Linked DNA regions of Oryctolagus cuniculus: region 1 is linked to region 2. The links are chromatin contacts, called in public Hi-C maps. All regions are on one chromosome and are shown on one strand. Each heading gives the region's core, a stretch centred on a gene start, on an enhancer-like site or on the middle of the called end of the contact. The rest is flanking DNA. Distances are from core to core; before and after follow the strand shown. Region 1 holds the start of MMP17 (matrix metallopeptidase 17). Region 2 overlaps ULK1 (unc-51 like autophagy activating kinase 1).

Region 1 (7,779 bases), core at 3,336-5,835, 43 kb before region 2:
GAGGAATCAGGTGCTAAGCTTTTGCCGTGCAGCCTGATGCAGCCTTGCCTGATGTTATCTGCTCGGGGTTGTCCCAGTTTAGTGAACTCAAAATTCCTTTCCTTAACTAGAACTCATTTGAGTTGGGTCTCTGCCCTCCTGACGCACTTGATCAAAGCTCAGAAATGCCAGGGTTCTGTGGGGCATGGGACCTGGAGGAGTCCACATGGTGGCCTGAAGCAGCTGCAGAACCTCCACACCCCAGAAGGGGCTCCTGAGGTGCAAGGGCAGCAGGGACAGGTGGAGCCAGAGCCACAGCTGTGAGGAGGGGGCTCTGCCCGGAACCGGCCTTCCCAGAGTGGAGGGGGCCCACCCTCAGACAGGGGAGTGTGGCTCTGGAAGCACTTGAGCCTCAGTGTCCCTGTCAGTAGAATGGGACCTCGATCTTCACAACACAGCTCGGGGGAGGGGCTGGAGAGGGAAGCAGCTGGGTGTCCTTCCCCCACTGGCCGGCTCTGTGATCCCACCACAGGTCACTTCTCCAGTCCTCAGTTTCCTCATTTGCAAAATGAGAATCATGGTTTCCGTCTCATAAAAGGATATGAGAGGGCCGGTCCCACGGCGTAGCTGGTAAAGCCGCTGCCTGCAGTGCCGGCATCCCATATGGGCACAGGTTTGAGTCCCGGCTGCTCCTCTTCCGATCCAGCTCTCTGCTATGGCCTGGGAAATCAGTGGAAGATGGCCCAAGTGCTCAGGCCCCTGCACCTGCGTGGGAGACCTGGTAGAAGCTCCTGATTCTTGACTTCAGATCAGCACAGCTCTGACTGTTGCAGTCATCTTGGGAGTGAACCAGTGGATAGAAGACCTCTCTCTTTCTCTCTCTCTCTCTTTAACTCTTTCAAATAAATAAATAAATCTTTAAATATATATATATGTATATGTGTATATATATATGTATGTATGTATGAGAGGGGCCCATGCTGTGGCACAGATGGTAAAGCCACCACCTGCTATGCTGGCATCCCATATGGGCACCAGTTCAGGTCCCGGCTGCTCCACTTCTGATCCAGCTCTCTGCTGTGGCCTGGGAGAGCAGTGGAAGATGGCCAAGTCCTTGGGTCCCTGCAGCCACGTGGGGGACCTGGAGGGACTTCCTGGCTCCTGGCTTCGGATCGGCCCAGCTCCGGCCATTGCGGTCATTTGGGGAGTGAACCAATGGATGGAAGACTTTTCTCTTTCTCTCCTTTCTCTCCCTGCCTCTAACTCTGCCTTTCAAATAAATAAATAAATCTTAAAAAAAAAAAAAAAAAAAAAAAAAAAAAAAAAAAAAAAGGATAGAAGTAGTAAAGCCATACATGAAGGCATTTCAAAGAGTTCATGGAAAATGGAATAAAAAGATGTTTATTTGGGGGCAAAGAAATCATGCATAGTTGCAGATTTCACAATACACATTTTCCTTAAACTTTCTGAAGTCCTGTGGCATGTAAGGTGCTGAGCATGGTGGGGTACACGCCTAGCCCCCCTCCCAAACGCAGCCCCGTTGGTGCTTGCCCCCCCCACCTGCCGCGACCACAGACCTCCGGTGGAGCCACACTGCTTGGCTTCCAGGCTCCCATCTCCGTCTCCCCAAATGACCCCCACCCAGGTTTCTGCAACTCAGGCCTCCCTCAACCATCCCAGCCCCCCACTCTGAGCCCCAGTCTGAGCCCTCTCCTCAGCTCCCTTGCTCAGACTCGCCGCCAAACTCATCCTCTCCTCAGAGGGGAACGCCCTTCTGACCCCATCCCCCCTCAGACCCCAACCCCGTCAGACCCCAACCCCCTCAGACCCCATCTCCCCTCAGACCTCGACCCCCTCAGTCTCCAACCCCCTCAGACCCCAACCCCCTCAGACCCCATCCCCTCCTCAGACCCCAACCCCCTCAGACCTCGACCCCCTCAGACCCCAACCCCCTCAGACCCCGACCCCCTCAGACCCCGACCCCCTCAGACCCCAACCCCCTCAGACCCCATCCCCCCTCAGACCCCGATCCCCTCAGACCCCATCCCCTCAGACCCCAACCCCCTCAGACTCCAACCCCCTCAGACCTCAACCCCCTCAGACCCCGACCCCCTCAGACCCCATCTCCCCTCAGACCCCGACCCCCTCAGACCCCGACCCCCTCAGACCCCATCCCCCCTCAGACCCCGACCCCCTCAGACCCCGACCCCCTCAGACCTCGACCCCCTCAGACCCCAACCCCCTCAGACCCCGACCCCCTCAGACCCCATCTCCCCTCAGACCCCGACCCCCTCAGATCCCATCCCCCCTCAGACTCCAACCCCCCTCAGACCCCGACCCCCTCAGACCCCGACCCCCCTCAGACCCCGACCCCCTCAGACCCCAACCCCCTCAGACCCCATCCCCTCCTCAGACCCCAACCCTCCTCAGACCCCGACCCCCTCAGACCCCATCCCCCCTCAGACCCCGACCCCCTCAGACCCCGACCCCCTCAGACCCCGATCCCCTCAGACCCCGACCCCCTCAGACCCCATCCCCCCTCACACCCCATCCCCCTCAGACCCCATCCCCTCCTCAGACCCCAACCCCCCTCAGACCCCAACCCCCTCAGACCCCAACCCCCTCAGACCCCATCCCCCCTCAGACCCCAACCCCCCTCAGACCCCAACCCCCTCAGACCCCGACCCCCCTCAGACCCCGACCCCCTCAGACCCCGACCCCCTCAGACCCCATCCCCTCCTCAGACCCCAACCCCCTCAGACCCCATCCCCCCTCACACCCCATCCCCCTCAGACCCCAACCCCCCTCAGACCCCGACCCCCTCAGACCCCGACCCCCTCAGACCCCAACCCCCCTCAGACCCCGACCCCCCTCAGACCCCATCCCCTCAGACTCCAACCCCCTCAGACCCCGACCCCCTCACACCCCGACCCCCTCAGACCCCGACCCCCTCAGACCCCATCCCCCCTTAGACCCCATCCCCCTCAGACCCCGACCCCTTCAGACCCCGACCCCCTCAGACCCCGACCCCCTCAGACCCCATCCCCCCTCAGACCCCGACCCCCTCAGACCCCAACCCCCCTCAGACCCCGACCCCCTCAGACCCCGACCCCTTCAGACCCCGACCCCCTCAGACCCCATCCCCTCCTCAGACCCCAACCCCCCTCACACCCCATCCCCCTCAGACCCCAACCCCCCTCAGACCCCGACCCCCTCAGACCCCGACCCCCTCAGACCCCAACCCCCTCAGACCCCATCCCCCCTCAGACCCCGACCCCCTCAGACCCCAACCCCCCTCAGACCCCGACCCCCTCAGACCCCGACCCCCTCAGACCCCGACCCCCTCACACCCCGACCCCCTCAGACCCCGACCCCCTCAGACCCCGACCCCCTCAGACCCCATCCCCCCTTAGACCCCATCCCCCTCAGACCCCGACCCCCTCAGACCCCATCCCCCCTCAGACCCCGACCCCCTCAGACCCCGACCCCCTCAGACCGCAACCCCCCTCAGACCGCAACCCCCTCAGACCCCGACCCCCTCAGACCCCAACCCCCTCAGACCCCAACCCCCTCAGACCCCGACCCCCTCAGACCCCAACCCCCCTCAGACCCCGACCCCCTCAGACCCCATCCCCTCAGACCCCAACCCCCTCAGACCCCGACCCCCTCAGACCCCAACCCCCTCAGACCCCATCCCCCCTCAGACCCCGACCCCCTCAGACCCCATCCCCCCTCAGACCGCAACCCCCCTCAGACCGCAACCCCCTCAGACCCCGACCCCCTCAGACCCCAACCCCCTCAGACCCCATCCCCCCTCAGACCCCGACCCCCTCAGACCCCAACCCCCTCAGACCCCAACCCCCTCAGACCCCATCCCCCCTCAGACCCCATCCCCCCTCAGACCCCGACCCCCTCAGACCCCATCCCCCCTCAGACCCCGACCCCCTCAGACCCCAACCCCCTCAGACCCCGACCCCCTCAGACCCCGACCCCCTCAGACCCCATCCCCCCTCAGACCCCGACCCCCTCAGACCCCAACCCCCTCAGACCCCATCCCCCCTCAGACCCCGACCCCCTCAGACCCCAACCCCCCTCAGACCCCATCCCCCCTCAGACCCCGACCCCCTCAGACCCCATCCTCTTCTCAGACCTCGAGGGCTCCTCGGACCCTGACCCCCCTGACTCCTCCTCAGACCCCTCCTCGTATCCTCTCTTTCCCTCAGACCCCGACCCCCTCAGACCCCATCCCCCCTCAGACCCCGACCCTGCGCAGACCCCGACCCCGCAGACCCCATCTTCAGCCCCCGCCCCGGCCCCGCCCTCTCCCGCGGTGCGCGGGCTCCATCCAGCGTCTGCCTGGCGCGCTGCGGCGGCCGCGGCGGGGTCCGGGATAACCGCGGCCACAGCCCCCGCCCGGGTGGAGACCCTCACACACCCGTCCGCTTCCTGCTCTGCCGAGTCCCGCAGGCCGCGGAGGGGCTGCCGGGCGGGGATTCCCGCGTCCCCGGCGTGGTCCCTTTAAGGAGGCGGCGGGCGCGCCTTGCATTAGCATATCTTAGCATATATTAGCCTGGCTCCGCCCCAGGGCGGGCCAGTCGCGCGGGGTGCTGAGAGCCGGGCGCGGGGCGCGGGCGCGGAGCGGGGGTCGGGCGCGCAGCCTCTCCCGCAGCCGGGGCCCTCGAGCGGGATGGGGCGCCGCGCCGCCCGCGGTCCCGGCCCGCCCGCGCCGTTGCTGCCGCCGCCGCCGCCGCCGCTGCTGCCGCTGCTGCCGCTGCTGCTGCTGCTGCTGGGAGGCCGCGGCGGCCGCTCGGCGCCCGCGCCCCGCGCGGAGGACCTCAGCCTGGGAGCGGTGAGTGCGCGGCGGGAGCGCGGCGGGCCCTGGTCCTGCGCCCGTGCCCCGGGCTGGGCCGCCGAAGCGCGCGCGGGGCGGTCTCGTGCCGGGTGGCCGTCGCCCGCGGGTCCCGCGTGGGCACAGCCTGAGCGGGCTGCGCGCGGGGGCGCCTCTCCCGGTGCCGCCGAGCTCCGCCGCCCCCCGGACCCGCTCGGTCCAGCCCTGGGCCCTTCCCACGCGCCGCTGGCTGCGCGGGCGGCGGCCCCGAGGCTGGGCTCAGACGTGGTGGTCTCGGGCTCTGCACCGGGGGGCGCCGAATCCAGGTCGCAGCCGGGAGCTCGGAGCGGGCGCCGCGGTGGCTTCGTGGACCCCGTGTCCGCGTGGCTTGGCCCGCAGGGTCCGGAGGGCACCGCACGCCGGCACCTGGGGGCCCCTACATCGGGCCGTCTGTGGCGCGGAACCCGGGTCACCCCAGCCGGAGCCCCCGCCAGCCGAGTGGGCTGCTGAGCCGCGGCGCGCGGGAACTTCCTCGCCGCCCGCCCGCCCTCCGCGGGAGAGGGGCCGGCGCAGACCCGCGCCCCGCCGGCCTCGGGCGCCCCGGCCACCCCTCCCTCGGCCCGGGCGTGCGGCGAGGTGCAGCCGCCCGCGGGCCCCGGGACGGCGGCTCAGCGGCCGCTGCTCCCGAGCGGCGGTGCCGGGCGCCCTCTGCCGGCCGTCGGGAGCGCGCGCGAGCGGCAAGCAGGGTCCCGAGACCGGGGCGAGGGCTCCCGTGCGCCCCGCCCCGCTGCCCTGGGGCCGCTGCCTCCGGCCGGCCCGGGAGGAGAAGGGCCCCTTTGTGAGTGCGGCCCGGCCTCTGCGGGTAGCAGCCCACCCCGGGAGCCGCGCACAAAGCCTGGATTGAGGCCTCCCGCCTGGAGGGGTGGGGGGGTGGGGGGCTTCCAGGAGGCGCTGGACAAAGCCCCTCGCTGGGCCTTGAGCCGCCGGCCTCCAGTTTGCTGAGCCGGCGGTGCCTGAGTTGGAAGGGGTCCGAAAGGGGCTGCCTCCCCTCTTGGCCCTGAGCGCCTCCCGGGCGTGCACAGCAGGAGGAGGGCGTATGGGGTCCCTGTTCCCACGCAGATGGTGCCGGCTGCCCACTGTCTGTGCTCTCCCAAGCTTCTGTCCTGGCCACATCCACCCGAAGCTGGAGCCGCCTGGTCTCCCGGTCACCACGTCGCACTCCACTGCCCAGCGGCCACCTCATGGGGCCTGGCCCAGGCGAGGACGGAGGGTCGTTCCCAATAGCATGGGGACCAGGAGCCCTGGTCACAGCCGGGCAGCGAGCGTGAGGGATCCGGGTCTGGATGGGACCCCCGGGGCAGGTGCTGGTGACATGGGGGTGAGCCGTTTTCTAAAGTTCCCAGCAACGCCATCTGGGCAGGCGCCAGGGCTCCTACGACCCCCACCCAGAGGTGAGATCGGGCTGGCCGTGCAGGGGTGGCCTTGGAGGCCCGAGGGCGTGCGCGGGGCCAGAGAGTGGTGGCTGGAGCACCTGAGGGCGCCTGGTGGCCCCCTCCCGGGTCAGCCTCCTCATCCTGTCCTCCGTGGCCGCCTGTGGGTCCTTCAGCCCTCAGGAACAGCACCCAGGCAAAGCTGAGCCCCCGTGCACCCCCTGAGGAAATCAGCCGCGAGCCCTGGACTGAAACTGAGTGTCCGCGAGTCCCTGGCTCCGTGGTCCCTCCATGGCTGTCCTGGTGGCTTCAGAAGTGTCCTGCCCCCGACCCCAGGCAGCAGGTCTGAGTGCCAGGGCTCGGTCCCCCGGGTGGAGCACGGAGCCCTGAGAAGAGGCTGGCGCGGCTTGCTGGGCCGTACTCCTGAGGCTCGTGCCGGGCTGGTGCGGAGGGGTTTGGGGGGTCTCGGCAAAGCAGGGTGCTGCCCACCATGGGGCCTCCCTGGGGGTTTCCAGGGGTGCTCTGGGGATGCCTGTCTGTGGATGGTGGATCTCAGCTTCCCGTAAGACTCGACTGGGGGCCGTGGGTGTGGGTGTGGGGTGTGTGCCGGGCACACTGCCCACACGCACTGCGAGCCTGCTGACCACCCTCCCTGGCAGTGGTGGGGCACAGGGGGTCTGGGCAGGGCCTGCTCCTTTCCTGGCCCCAGGGTCCACACCACCTGGATGCCTGCTTCTCCCACCCCCACCCGTGCGCCAGGTCACCGGCTTCTTCCTGTTGCCTGGGCATCCCAGGCTGCTCCTGCCTCCCGGCCCTTGCACTCGCTGTTCTTTGTGCTGCTTCTCTTCCTGTGTCTGCCCGCCCCTGCCCAAGATGCTCCGAGCGCTCGCTTGATCAGCACCCCCCACAGCCTAGCGGGTACGGGGTAGGCCCTGGACCCTGTGAGCCGGGGATCCTGACACAGCTGTTCCTGCTGGCCATGGACTGTGGGTCAGCGTCCCAGCCTGTTTCCTCCTGTGCACAGTGCCTGCGCCATAGGTTAACTTCCCAGTTACTCACTGCACCTGCCAAGCACCGAGTCGGGCAGGGCGTGGGAGGGGCCTTAACTGGAGCTGTTGGGGTTGCCCAACTGTGGGCATCTTTCCTCACACAGTGACCGTCCAGGACCCACGTATTTGCTTGGTCACCGTTTGTCATTTGTCTTCGCTGAGCACTGTCCACTGCCAAACGAATGGCTGGACGGGTCCAGCTCCCAGCACAGGGAGTGCTCAGGACCGGCAGGGGGACCCTGAGAGGCGTCCGGGAGTCTCCCCCAGGGGAAGGTGGGTGCAGGGCACCCAGCACCCTTCCTCTGCCCCCTGGAGGGGCTGAGTGGGTCAGACACAGGTGCTGGAGCCGGACCACAGCTCTGGCCCTGACCGCGTGCTGTGTGACACAGGCAGGGTACCCAACTCTTTGGGCTTCAGTTCCTTACCTGTGAGTGGAGGTCAAGGTAACACTGCCCACCTGGGGGTGAGAGGGGCTTGAGTGTGCGAGGAGTGG
Region 2 (7,199 bases), core at 315-2,814:
GCTGGCAGTGGGAGAGGAGGCAGTGCAGGCGGCCAGCAGAGAGCTCTTCCTTGCTGTGGTGTGCAGGGTGGGCCAGGGGCCAGGGTGAGGCTGCTGGCCCTCAGGCCCATGGCCCTGGGCACTCAGCTGCCAGCCACACCTGGCTGCCCACATGGCTACACCATGCTGGGCTCTGCCTGCTCACTGAGTGCTTTCTTCCCCCGTGGCTACCACGCTGCCTGCTGAGCCCTTGACCTTCAGTGACCAGGCGGTCCCTGGCCTGCCTCCAGGCTGCGCAGGTGTCAGGTTGGTCCCAGGCCAGCCGTGGGCGCCACCTGCCCTTGGAGAGGAGGAGCTTGGAGGCCCAGGGCACTTGTCCACAAGCTGGCATCGAGGTTAATGCTAACGCTGGCCACGCATCCATTCTTGTGCCTGTGTTGTGTGTGGGCCTGTGCCACGGCTGCCTCTCTGCTGTGGAAGCCTCCTTATTCCGGAGGAGGGGCTGGAGACCTGGGGCAGGTGTAGGGCACCCAGAACTGAGGCTGGGGTGAGCCTGACTCTGAAGAGGCCAGGAGTGGGCCCGGATAGTAGTGGGAGATCAGTGTGTGTCTCTGGGGCTGTTGGCCTCTGTGGTGTGTTGGTGTGTGTGTGTGTGAGAGAGAGAGAGACTGGGTCTGTAAGATGTGATGTGTGTGTGCTGTATGCTGTGTGACTGGGTCTGTGTGCCCTGTATCTCTGTGTGGTGTGTGTGTGTGTGTGTGTGTGTGTGTGAGACTGGGTCTGTGAGATGTGTATATCTGTATGTGTGTGACTGTGAGATATGTGTGTGTGTGTGCTGTATGCTGTGTGACTGGGTCTGCATGTCTGTGTGGCGTGGGGGGGCCTATGTCAGTTTCTCTGCCTGTCTCTGCTGCTGGCCCTTGTGTTTTCCTTGCAGCCCCCAGGGCTTGGCCGCTGGTGGCCTCTGCGAGCCCGAGCAGCTCCCTGCCTTGAGCCCATAGCTGTGCTGTGACCTTGGCCCTGCCCCAGGTTCATGGGTCCAGGCTTCTCTCACTGAAGGCCACAGTGGGCCTGGGCCCTGGGGACCCCTCCCCTCGCAGCGCGGCCATGCTGGTGTTTGCATGGGCAAGAGCAGGCTAGTTGGAGCCAGGGGCGGCCGTGACACGCCTTGGCGGACAGAGTACTGGCAGTTGGGCTGATGTCGGGGAGGGTGACAGCCGGAGGCCAGGGTGGAGGGCCTGCCTTGCCGGCTTGCAGGTCACGGGTGCACTTGGTCTCCCATGGTGACTGGTTTGTGGTGAAGGTCTGCCTGCTTCCTGCTGGGCGTGGGTCCCTGTGGCTGGGAGGACCAGGCCACACCCCTCTGGACTTGGGGTGTCCCGTGGGGCAGGCCTGAGTCCGCCTCTCCCCGCAGCCATGCGGACGCTGAGCGAGGACACCATCCGGCTGTTCCTGCAGCAGATCGCCGGCGCCATGCGGCTGCTGCACAGCAAAGGCATCATCCACCGCGACCTGAAGCCCCAGAACATCCTGCTGGCCAACCCCGGAGGGCGCCGCGCCAACCCCAGCAACATCCGCGTCAAGATCGGTGAGGCCCCGGCGCGGGCGCGGGCGCGTGCCGGCCTGGGCTCCCGCCTGCTCACCGTGTCTCTCCCGCAGCTGACTTCGGGTTCGCGCGCTACCTCCAGAGCAACATGATGGCGGCCACGCTCTGCGGCTCCCCCATGTACATGGTACGTGGCCCTGGCACGCAAGCCCACGAGGCCACAGCAGAGCCCTTCTGTGGCCTCACTGCAGCCGGCAGTGTGGGCTGAACTTGTTTCCTGTGCGCCTGCTCTGATGGGTGGGTGCCTGACTGGTGCTTGAGCGTTGCCTGCTCTAATTGGCTGCTGCCAACAGGTGTCTTAATCGTTGTGGGGCATGACTGGCATCTGCTCTGATTAGCTGGTAACTTGGCTGCCGTTTGCTCTAATTGGTTGGAGACTGGCAGGTGTCTGCTCTGATTGGCTGGTGCTTGGCTGATGTCTGCTCTGATTGGTTAGTCTGGTGGGTCTCTGTTCGGATTGGCTGCTGTGTGGCTGGCACCTGCTCCTTGGTCAGTGTGTGAGGTGTCTGCTGTTGGCTGTGGCGCTGAGCTGTTTCTCACACCCACAGGCCCCCGAGGTGATCATGTCCCAGCACTACGATGGGAAGGCAGACCTGTGGAGTATCGGCACCATCGTTTACCAGTGCCTGACGGGGAAGGCGCCCTTCCAGGTGTGTGGGACCACAGATGGGAGTCCTGGTTAGGGACAGTGAGGGTGTGGGTAAGTGGGCAGGACCAGCCCCAAGGCAGTGTCCCCCATGGGCCTAGTCCCCACTGGTCAGCCCACCTCATGTGTGCACATGGGGGAACAGGCTGCTGGCCCCCACCTCCCTTCCCAGTGGCCCTAGCCCCCTGCATGGGGGGATTGCCCTGAGCCCGAGAGGACCCAGACCTGCTTCCTGCAGGGGCCCTGTACTGGCCATGGCCCATTCTGACTGCCCTCTGTGGTCCTGGATGTGAGCCCTCGAGGCTCTTGGCCAGGTCTCCAGCAGGCACCACTGTCCCAGGCTCCTTTCTGGGGCGGGATACCCATCAGTCGTGAAAAGCAGCCAAGCACTGGCGCCAGACCCCTGCTGCCTTGGGTGGCAGGGAGGCGTGATGCCTCCCTCTGGCCCACCTGGCCGCCCTACGTGGCGGGGGTGGGGCTGGGAGGGGAGATGTGGAGGCAGCGTGGCAGCTGAGGGCCGCTGGAGACCAGACCATGGTCCTGCTCATCTACAGCGTGGTGGGAGGTGGGCCGGGGCCGCTGGGGTGCTGAAGCTGTGCTCCCCACCAGGCCAGCAGCCCCCAGGACCTCCGCCTGTTCTACGAGAAGAACAAGACGCTGGTCCCCACGTAAGCACCCGCCCCGCTCCCGTGGAGGGCTCTGTTCCCAGGCTCCCTGCTGAGCCCTGCCTTGTCCTGATCCCTCAGCATCCCCCGCGAGACCTCAGCCCCCCTCAGGCAGCTGCTCCTGGCCCTGCTGCAGCGCAACCATAAAGAGCGCATGGACTTCGGTGAGTGCAGGCCCCAGGCGGCCGTAGCCGACAGGCGCCCCTCTGCCTCAGCCGTCTGCAGCACTTGCTTGTCTGGGCGGGGGCCCACCTGGCTTGGTCCCATGCACCTGCGCCCCCAGCCTGGGCACTGGGTGAGCAGTGGGCCATGGGCCGGGTGCCCTGGTGTCCGGGGTGCCCGGGCTTCTCCCAGCAGCAAGGCTGAAACCTGGCTTGGGTGGGGCCAGCGCTGGGAACACCTGCATTGGTGGGCGAGGCGGGGTGCCATGGAGACAGGTGCCAAAGCCCGCTGGAGCTCCGGCCAGCCCCCTGCCGCCCAGGCGGGGCCCCTCTGAGGCGCCGCTGCTTCTCCGCAGATGAGTTCTTCCATCACCCTTTCCTCGACGCCAGCGCCTCGGTCAAGAAGTGTGAGTCCTGTGTGGGCCGTGTGGCCTGTACCCTTCCTGCCTCGGCATCTGGACCCACCCGCCACGTGCTGGACTGGGGAGGGTGGGCCCCAAGCCCATGGGGTGTCCTGGGGGCGGTGGGGGGAGGGCTGTGCCGCCTGGGGACAGCTGCCAGCTGGTTTCGTGGTGGTGGCAGTGACGTGGAGGGGCCGCCGAGGGTTGGTGCAGATCCGGTACTCACGCTCAACCTCCGGGGCAGTGCAGGCCCCGCGCACAGGCGGGCTGGGGGTCGGAGAAGGCCTGCAGACTGACGGCAGCTCCCCCTCCCAGCCCCGCCCGTGCCTGTGCCCTCGTACCCAAGCTCAGGGTCTGGCAGCAGCTCCAGCAGCAGCTGCACCTCCCATCTGGCTTCCCCACCGGTGAGTCCCCCTGCTCGCTGGCTTTCGTGGCAGCGCTCGCTCCGTGTGCGTGGGTGCTGGCCTGCCTGTGGGAGGGGCTGGTTCCTGGGGCCTCCCCCGTTGGCACCTGTGCTCCAGCTCCCCTCGTCTGCTGGGGAGCAGTGGCCCGCCTTGGGGTGACTCGAAGGGTGGGGTCTGTACACGGGCCTGTGCCTGGGAAAGGCTCCGTGGTCTCTGCACTGTGCCTGGGTCTGAGCTAAGAGACGGCTGAGATGTGGGGGTGTGGCCCTCGGCAGAGCTGCCCTGGAGCAGTGGCTGGACCTGCTTCTGGGACCTGGGCCTCACTCTCGGTGTCCTGAGTGCCTAGTGCAGCACTGGCCGTGCGGCAGGGCCGCCGACATGGCCAGGGGACAGGAAGCTACCATCCCCAAACTGGCATCCCGTGGGTTAGGTGAGCGTCCCTGTGAGGTCAGGGCCAGATGGCCGTCTTCCTGGGAAGTGCACTGGGCCCTGGGCTTCCTGAGGCCGAGAAGAGGCAGAAGTCACCCCTCAAACTCACTGGCTCCGTCCTGACCCCCAGTCCCTGGGGGAGATGCCCCCGTTACAGAAGACGCTCACCTCCCCGGCTGCGGCTGCCGGCTTCCTGCATGGCTCGCGCGACTCAGGGGGCAGCAGCAAGGACTCCTGCGACACAGACGACTTCGTCATGGTCCCCGCCCAGTTTCCAGGTCAGGGCCCTGCGGGGGGCAGACACGCTCCAGGTGCTTGGGGGGGGGTGCAGCAGGCATGTTGGATGGACCCCACACATGTGTGCGCATGTTGCATGTGCGCCGTGCAGACCCCGTGTCTGCTATGGACAGTCAGGAGCTTTGTGTGGCCTGCCTGTGCCTGCTCAGGCCAAACCCTGCTGGAGTCAGCAGTGGTCAGCAGATGGTCTCTGGCCTGTGCGGGGCCTGCTCCTGCTGCTCCCACAGACTGGCCCTCAGCTCAGCTGGCTCGGTCCGCAGTGCCCCCATCTGCCCTCCCCGGTCACTGCTGTGCGTTTGGACCTGCCCTCCTCAGAGTGACCGGGGCCACAACAGCTGTCCTGACCCTGTGCTCTGAGCCTTCCGTCTGTCCCCAGCCACCCGAGACCTCAAGGCTCGGCCCCTGGGCGTGCACAGGCTACGCAGTGGCAATGAGGGTGGCGAGTTCCAAGCCCAGCCTCAGGCAGAGAGGAAGAGGGTTCCTGATGGGGCCGGGCCACAGGGCAGCCACTTCAGGGGCAGGAACCTGGGTGTTCTGAGTGGGGTGGGACCAGAGGGGGGCTGTGGTCACCCCTCCTGGAGTTGGCCAGTCTGTTGGGTGTGAACAAGAGAAGGGACATGGTGCCCTGTGTGGGGCAGGCCAGTGTAGCCAGGACCTTACCGCCTGTGCTGTGTGCCCCATGTGACACGTGTGAGCCAGTGGCCTCCCTACCAGGAGTCCCCCCCCACCTGAGGAGAGGACCTGTGGACCCAAGTGTGGGGCGCTCAGGGAGTGCAGCAGATGGCCAGGGCAGACGTGCGCTTCTTCCACAGGTGACCTGGTGGCTGAGGCGGCTGGTGCCAAGCCCCTGCCGGACAGCCTGCTGTACAGTGGGTGAGCCCCTAGCCCTCTGTTTAGGGCAAGGGAGGGTGATCTTCAGGGGCTGGGGTCGGAGGTTTGGGAAGGACACAGGTGCCACACTCGGGACAGGGGATGTTCCAGGTCTGAGTGCTCGGCCTGAAGACGCCCCTCTCTGTCCCTTCCGTCCCCAGGAGCTCGCTGGTGGCCTCTGCTGGCCTGGACAGCCACGGCCGGACTCCTTCTCCATCCCCCCCATGCAGTAGCACCCCCAGCCCCTCAGGGTGAGCAGGCTGAGCGGGATGGGCTGTGGGCTAATCTCTGAGCCTGTGTCTGGGTTGCTTCCCAGTTGAGACCACCAAGATGAGGCAGAGCCAGGCCAGGAACAGTGTGTCCAGAGGCCCTGCCTCCCTCCTACCTGCCTGGACACCACGCCTCCACAGATGGCCCCCGATCTGGGGTTGGGTGGGTCTGGGACCACCTACAGACCTACCCACTCCTGCCGTGGCTGGCTGCAGCCTGGGCGCCCAGGGTGGAGGGCCAGCTACCTGGTGACTGGGACCCAAGTGGCCACCGCTCCACTCACCCTGGCGTGTCCGGGCCTGGGCTCACGCTGTACCCCTGTGCCTGTGCCCCCTCTCTCCACACAGCCGGGCTGGCCCGTTCTCCAGCTCCAGGTGTGGTGCCTCTGTCCCCATCCCAGTGCCTACGCAGGTGCACAACTACCAGCGCATCGAGCAGAACCTGCAGTCCCCCACCCAGCACCAGGCGCCCCGGTGAGTGCAGGGCCCCGGCACACTGCCTGATTCTGCAGCACCATTCTCCTGGTGGACGTGCTGGGGTTCTTCTGAGTTTCCTGGTAGATAGCAGCGTAACATCGTGAGTTTACAAAGACGATGTTAATTTGGCAGATTTCAGTGACACTCTGATTCACAGAAGGCCGCTTGGGCTGTGGTTACCTTTGCAGGGACCGTGACCTCGGGGGAGGGTGCCCACAGCCGAGCGGGGAGTGGGGGGCTCACCTCCTCGTGCCCGCCCTGCTACAGGTCCTCCTCCAGGTCTCCTGCCATTCGCAGGTCAGGCAGCACCAGCCCTCTGAGCTTGGCCAGGGCCAGCCCCTCGCCCCCAGCCCACACTGACGGAGCCCTCCTGGCCAGGAAGTTGTCCCTGGGTGGGGGCCGACCCTACACACCGTCTCCGCAAGGTGAGCCTGAGGTCTCCCAGGGCCGTGGTGGGGTGGGGGAGAGCCTGCCATTTCTGTCTGTCTTCACCCTGGCGGCCCCTCGTTCCCCCAGTTGGAGCCATCCCTGAGCGGCTGGGCTGGAGCAGGGCTCCCTCCCCACAAGCAGCTGAGATGCGGACTGGCAGGTCCCCGCGTCCAGGTATGTCCCCGTGTCCAGGCAGGTGCCCTGTCCAGGTAGTGCAGCTGCAGGCTTTGAGCTGGGCATGTGGACAGGGGAACTGGGCTGGCCACCCTTGCCTGGGGGACTGTCCTTCTGTGTTTAGCGCTGATTTCTTCCAAGTTAAGAAGTCAGGGATTTGATGAGATGGGCGTGACCGGCACGAATGAATCTGGGGGTCACAGAGCCCAGCTGTAGGGCCACGTCCAGGTCACTCTGCAGCGGTGTAGCCCTGGGGCGTGGCAGGCCTCACCACCCTTTCCCTGTGCAAGATGGAGAATGGGGGTGGGTGGACATTTGTCCTCGTGGTGAAGGTGCCGATGGGGACACCCACATCCCTCATTGGATGGCCTGGGCTTGACCAGCCCAGGCTC

The links. Hi-C and Micro-C count contacts between places; a contact is called where the count stands out from the background.
Region 1: a contact with region 2 is called in a Hi-C map of an unstated tissue, with 1.7 times the contacts expected there. The contact joins the promoter of MMP17 here to the enhancer-like site in region 2. A contact is called at or near these places in 2 of 6 Hi-C or Micro-C datasets (ear pinna and an unstated tissue).

The regions. Positions count from the first base shown.
Region 1 is chr21:1,343,887-1,351,665 of mOryCun1.1, reverse strand. It overlaps MMP17 (matrix metallopeptidase 17), which reads left to right and starts at 4,585. Exons shown (of 10, transcript XM_070066272.1): 1 at 4,585-4,828. The coding sequence starts at 4,667. It overlaps LOC127488405 (a long non-coding RNA gene), which reads right to left. Exons shown (of 5, transcript XR_011385293.1): 1 at 7,712-7,779.
Region 2 is chr21:1,298,921-1,306,119 of mOryCun1.1, reverse strand. ULK1 (unc-51 like autophagy activating kinase 1) reads left to right here. Exons shown (of 26, transcript XM_051829846.2): 4 at 1,394-1,567; 5 at 1,639-1,712; 6 at 2,134-2,235; 7 at 2,841-2,899; 8 at 2,978-3,060; 9 at 3,414-3,464; 10 at 3,774-3,862; 11 at 4,422-4,569; 12 at 5,401-5,461; 13 at 5,620-5,709; 14 at 6,076-6,201; 15 at 6,472-6,629; 16 at 6,721-6,807. Among named protein-coding and RNA genes, the nearest start is that of ULK1, 14 kb to the left of the region's middle. Within about 2 kb of position 1,564, at least 1 of the 8 cell types and tissues checked has an H3K27ac peak or open chromatin away from gene starts, as enhancers often do. A contact at or near this core is called in ear pinna, where this site is marked.